2 separate regions of the Mus musculus genome follow, and region 2 is linked to region 1. A link is a contact called in public HiChIP or PLAC-seq data. All regions are on one chromosome and are shown on one strand. The core of a region is the stretch at or near the end of the contact, and the rest is flanking DNA. Distances in the headings are between cores, read along the strand shown. Region 1 overlaps Fgf10 (fibroblast growth factor 10). Region 2 has its middle 230 kb from the start of Nnt.

Region 1 (3,081 bases), core at 380-2,879:
TAAAGAAGAGTGAGGCTTCCTCCTTTCAATGTCCTTATGTAGGTCTCTAGCAGAAAGTGTGGCCCAGATTAAAGGTGTGTACCACTACGTCTGTATTTGGAACTTGCTTTGTCACAGGCTGGCCTTGAACTCAGAGATCTGCTTGCCTTAGTCTCCTGGGATTAAAGGTGTGTTCTACCCAGCCTGGGACTAAGCTTTTCATGGCCACTATGACTCAAGATCTCCACATCAAGATCTAGCTCAGAAGCCTGTGTCTTTCCAGCCTCAAAATCTGGATCACAGGTGTGCTTTCCATTTCTGGATTGTAGTTCATTCTAGATGTAGTACAACCAGGAATAGCCACCCCACAAACATTTGTATTATAATCATATGGCACCATGTTCAGCTAGAACCCAGGGCCTTCTTCTTTCTATGTATGAACACTATCAAGTGAGTGACATCTCTAGTACCCAAAACATTTTCTGTATCTTAGCTTTAAATCATCCCTTGAATTGATTTTTAAGTAGATAAGGTTTGTAAATGTGATAAGCCCATATTTCTGGTAATTCCATTTTTCTTACAGGATCTATAGTTAATACCATGAAAAATAAGATTATTAACACTCTCCTCTATAGCTAGATCATCATAAATACTGGTATTGTAATGTCTACTTCCTGATAATCATTCTAGGCACATAAACCATGTTATATTCAAAGCATTTCAACTTTTTAATGGGCCAGAAGACATGGCACTGCTGCAGTGATTCATCAAAGATGACTCGTGTGTTTTCAAACACAGAATCTGTTGTGTGCTTAGGATTTTTGACTCTTCTGTTGTTAGCGTTGTATATGAAGTGAGTACTTTATGTAAGAAAAAAATGGAAGCTACAAACAAGACAATGGAGTGTAGATCATTACATGGCTTGTATCACATGGAATCAAGTATTATCACCATCTGAATAAATAACTGTGTTTCCCTTGCAGAAAGAGTTTAACAACGACTGTAAGCTGAAAGAGAGAATAGAGGAAAATGGATACAACACCTATGCATCTTTTAACTGGCAGCACAATGGCAGGCAAATGTATGTGGCATTGAATGGAAAAGGAGCTCCCAGGAGAGGACAAAAAACAAGAAGGAAAAACACCTCTGCTCACTTCCTCCCCATGACGATCCAAACATAGAAGAAAACACTGTTGGTGGATGCAGTACAACCAATGACTCTTTGGACAGAAAGAGATGGTATCCTCACTGAAGACTGTAGCTCAAAAGGCAAAGACATAGCCCTGAATTCAGCTTGTTTAAAGGAAGGAAGGCTTTGGATGTTTTTGTACTCACTGCTGACATACAAAGTTCTTTTCACTAGCTCTGTGTCATTGTGTCATGCCTTATAATCAAGATAGAGGCAAGTCAAGTTTGGATGGAAGTTATCCTCAAGTGAACAATGTTGTGGTGGGGGCTGGGCTTTTTTTGTTTGTTTGTTTGTTTCATTTTTAAGTTTTTGTTTTTGAACTTCTGAGATAGAACTTAAAGAACATGGAACACTCTGTTGAATGATCTTTGGGAAAGTTATTTATGGAATATGAACACATATCAAAGACTTTCATTGCTCATTCAAGCCTGATGATTCAATGAGCAGTAAGACACGCAAGCATTTACTGGAAAGCACTTGGGTCATATCATATGCACAACCAAAGGAGCTTTGGGTGTGGCACCATGGAAGAATTGGATCAGATTTACAAATATAAACATAGTAGTATGAAACTGTCCTAATACAAATAGTATGGTATGCTTGTGCATTCTGTCTCCATCCTTTTCTATTTCCTTCTAAGTTATTTATTTAATAGGATGTTAAATATCTTTTGGGGTTTAAAGAGTATCTTCAATGCTGCCCTCTGGTTTACCTTTTCTCTCTCTCTCTCTCTCTCTCTCTCTCTCTCTCTCTCTCTCTCTCTCTCTCTCTCTCTCTCTCTCTCTCTCTCCCTCTCTCTCCCTCCCTCCCCCCTCTGGCACCATACGCACATTCATGACAAAGTGTTTTAAAACCTTGGCAAACACTTCAGAAATAGGAGATGAGATCAAGGAAGCAGTATGAATGCCCCATGCGCTCTCAGTTGACTTAATTTGCACTTCTGCAATAAAAAACACCAGCAATGACTATGGCAGAATTCTGCTATAGATTATGTAACAGATATCTGTCATCATTTGTCAACATATATCAGTCCAGAGGGACCCTTACCTTAAAATGTAGAAGGCCAAATTCTCTTTCATTGTCTTATTTCATCTTCAAGAATATACTAAAAGAAGAAAAAATGAATTGTTAGACTAACATTGTTGGGTTTTTTTTTTCCTACTGATGATGGCTTGCCACAGGTCACAATGGCAAATGATGCAAAGGTTATCTGCACATACATGAGCCCTTTGTAAGGCCCACAGAATCCTTCTCCCTCAAAAGAACCAAAAAAGGAAATTTGGTATGAAGTGCAACTCTCCCTGGGGCTTAACCTGAGCAAATATATCCTAGTATATGAGTAACCATATACTGACACCTGTTCAAGCTGAATGGTCTAGTCTTTACAGAACCACATAAACCTTGTTTTCTGTAAATTTAAAATGTTCTAGAAGGTTCCATAATATAACCACATTGAAATTCATTTTCTTAGAAAAGGTATAGAAAGCAGTATGTAAGTGTGCCATGCACCCTCGCTCTGTAGATCACTAAATAAACACGTAAGCCTTATTTGCAGTGTCTGTAGTGATTTTAAGAATGTAGGAAACACTTCTAAAAAAATTTTAAAGGATAACTCTGAGATGATATTGATGCTGCAGTCTTCTTTCTTGTTTGGAAATGTCTGTTTATTTTCATTGTTTGGATTCAGTATTTTGATAGGAACAAAAAGACTCACCAAATGTGTCTGTTTACTAAAATTTAACCTCTAGAGAGGCTAGTGATTTGTGATCCTCTTCTAACTTATTTGTGCTGATGCTTGACCAGTACAAATCAGCTTTTTAAAATATTATTATTAAAGGTTGATCAGTCATTTTAAAATTGGCCTTTTTTTTCAGAATGTTCCTACAGGTCATAATTTATGATTTCTTTGAAAA
Region 2 (2,961 bases), core at 40-2,539, 390 kb after region 1:
ATCTAATCCACCATGTGATGTGGATTTGCATGGAACTTTTTCAAGCATTGCATGATAAAAAAGAATACTACTTTCAAAGTGCAGTCTCAGAAAGAGATGTTGGTAGACAGGGCATTGTTGTCAGAGGTGGACTACATCACAAACTAATCCCCTTGGCTCCTACTCTCAACCTCCCTGGGCATCGGCCGAGGATCCTCACCTGGCTGTTCTAAAAAAACACAGGAAAGAGAAAATGAGAGATCAGGACAGATGGACACAGCCTTGGGCTAGGATTTGCTAGTCAGTAAACAGCTCTGACCTTAACTTGGTATCATATTCATATTCTCTCTCCCTCTCTCCCTCTCTCCCTCTCTCCCTCTCTCCCTCTCTCCCTCTCTCCCTCTCTCCCTCTCTCCCTCTCTCCCTCTCTCCTTCCCTCCCTCTCTCCCTCTCTCCCCCTCTCCCAGAGATTCTAATTCCCACAGGGTCTTCAGGTTGAATCACACGCCCCCACACATTTCTTATCATTTGAGTCCTTCCTGAAGAAATGCCCTCTCAAGGGAGACATTAAGAGGAAAAAATAAAGTCTTTCAGCCACCAAAGACATCCACTGGGTTACTAGCATCCAGTCGACTGCCAAACTCCTACTTTCTTGAGTATACCTGGATTCTCCCCTCTGCATTCTGATAGTCGCTCTCACTTGGGGCTAAACAAGGTTTGCCTTAAAATGCTTCTGAAAGCATCCAAAATATGAAATGTATCTTCTGTATAAAATACAGCAAGAAAGAAAAAATAATTCCCTTCCAAAAAAAAAAGACTAATCTTGTATTTAAAGCTAGTACCTAATAATAAAATTACAGTAATAATGTTTCACGGTTTTGTCCTCAGCAAAAGTACTACTGTGTGACTATTGAAACACTTTATATCATCAAATTGTGACAGTTTATCAGCTCCCACAAATGTTCTCCAGAGGTCATTTTCAAATCCCACGAAACCAGAAAGTGTGGAATAACCAAGGGTTTCTCCTGTAGAACTGCATTTGCCTTTGCCTGGGCCAACAGTCAAGGACTATTACTAAAATGTATGAGAGGGCAAGGCACCACATCAGATTTTATTCCTTCCCTGGGCCTTGTGCTGTATCTCACCAGCATCCACAACCAGCAGACTCTTCACCCCTCGGGAGCCCTGACTTAGCTAACTACCCTCTGCAGCAGCCAGCAGATGCCAAAAAGGGGAAGATCTGTCCCTCACAGCAGCTCCACCCTGCTCCCCGGCAGATTCCAGAGTTGTTCCTGGCTGTGGTTTTCAGACTTATCTAGTGATGTGTCACATGTTTGGGCTGTTATGTGATCCATCCTGGCTGCCTTGTGCTCCTAAAAGCTTTTTCCATTTGATGACTTTTATACATTCCAAACAGTTGTGAATGAGGTGCCTTATGACTCGCCAGTGCCAACATAGTAAAGGTCTGTGTGAGTAGAGAAACGGAACTCCTTCTCCAGAGCCCTTCCTTGACAACCAGTTGCTTCCCTGGGCACCACACGCAACTTCCAACCGCAAAAATCCCATCTTAACAACTCCCCCTACGCTTCCTTCAAGACCTGTTTTTTCCTCACTTAAATAATACTCACTTAAAGATTCTGTAATTACCAAATGCCACCTTGCCTCTTTCTTTGACCTCTCCAAGGCATGTGACATGGTCGTTCTTCCTGCCCTTGAAACTCATTTCTGGGGTTCTCCAGACTACTTAACCATCCCTTCCTCCCCTTCTCCCCGCATCTCTGCTCCTCTACTTCCCCTCCTCCCTTCTTCCCCTCCTCCCCTTTGCTACTTTTTCCCTTTTCTCCTCCCATTCTCCCCTCCCCTGGCTGCAGTTCCGGCTTGTGTTCATCCGGTATCCTGTAAACACTGGGATAACCTGAATCTATATCCAAGCTCCTTTCCTCTCTTTCCTCTCCTGCCTGCTACCCTCCAGTTATCACCCTGTCACTCCCTCCTAACTCAGCAAATGTTCAGGTCTCCTGAAACCCTTACATGAACTAGGGGCAGCACACTCTTCATATTGTCTGTGTCGTGTCGGCTTGACTCATGACTCTAAGTCTGATCTAAATACCTGATATTCTTGATGTTCGGTCATCTTTTAAAAACAGGATCTTTTGTTTTGTCCTGGTTATAGGGCAGATTCCCTTGGTGAAAACATTGACTCATAATGAAAAATATCCAGCAACCCTTAGGCTCTCGTGCTGGAGAGATCAGACGGTGTGTTTTGGCCACTCAAATAAATGAAGACCTCACATTAGAACAGAGAGGATGCCAACCAGGTCGGGTCCCCCTGACATTGATATCACCCCAGCAAAGACCCCAGATATCATCAAGCAACAGAAAAATGCCTTTAATGGGTGGTTTATTAATTATATGACAACATCTATGAGGATTTTTTTAAGTTGTTAAAAGATGGGGGTGGGGGTAGGGATGAGGGAGTAGGCAATAGTAAATAAACATATTACCTTCCCAAGCTTCAAACATAAGATCATTACCTTTCTTTTTCCCATGTTTTCATTCAACAAATGATTTCATTATGGGCCTACTATGTGCCAGACACTGTACCAAGAACTGGTGACACAGATGATTATAAGTCTAAGAGAGAAGCTGTGCAAAGAAAACAAATCAGAACACAATAAGATGGCATTTCCCAACTTTGTTTCAGGGAATTCTGCAGGCAGATGTTTCTCAAAGGAGATGTTTCACAGTCAATTAATCCTGGAAACATTGGGTAAAAACAAGAGGTTTTTTTTTTTTTTCCTGCATTCTGTCTAAAGACTTTAAATAGTCAAATATGTGTAATAAATGTGTAAGAAAAGTCAAAACTACCCAAAATTATTGACTGCAAAACAGGTTTACTGGTTGGTTGGATGGTTGTTCCTTTGTGCTTTTGTTTTGAAGAGAAACCCCAGGAAATGCAGTTCTGCAAGCAAGCCCAGCATC

The links. HiChIP or PLAC-seq counts read pairs in DNA pulled down with a chosen protein or histone mark.
Region 2: a CTCF HiChIP or PLAC-seq map of the NIH/3T3 cell line shows a contact between it and region 1, with 5 read pairs. The contact joins two enhancer-like sites. A contact is called at or near these places in 1 of 15 datasets of contacts at CTCF or cohesin (the NIH/3T3 cell line) and 1 of 115 datasets of contacts at active chromatin or transcription factors (the NIH/3T3 cell line).

The regions. Positions count from the first base shown.
Region 1 is chr13:118,788,157-118,791,237 of GRCm38.p6, forward strand. It overlaps Fgf10 (fibroblast growth factor 10), which reads left to right. Exons shown (of 3, transcript NM_008002.4): 3 at 963-3,081. The coding sequence ends at 1,160. Among named protein-coding and RNA genes, the nearest start is that of Fgf10, 75 kb to the left of the region's middle. Within about 2 kb of position 1,630, at least 7 of the 459 cell types and tissues checked have an H3K27ac peak or open chromatin away from gene starts, as enhancers often do. A contact at or near this core is called in the NIH/3T3 cell line, where this site is marked.
Region 2 is chr13:119,176,657-119,179,617 of GRCm38.p6, forward strand. No RefSeq gene overlaps it. Among named protein-coding and RNA genes, the nearest start is that of Nnt, 230 kb to the right of the region's middle. Within about 2 kb of position 1,290, at least 39 of the 459 cell types and tissues checked have an H3K27ac peak or open chromatin away from gene starts, as enhancers often do. A contact at or near this core is called in the NIH/3T3 cell line, where this site is marked.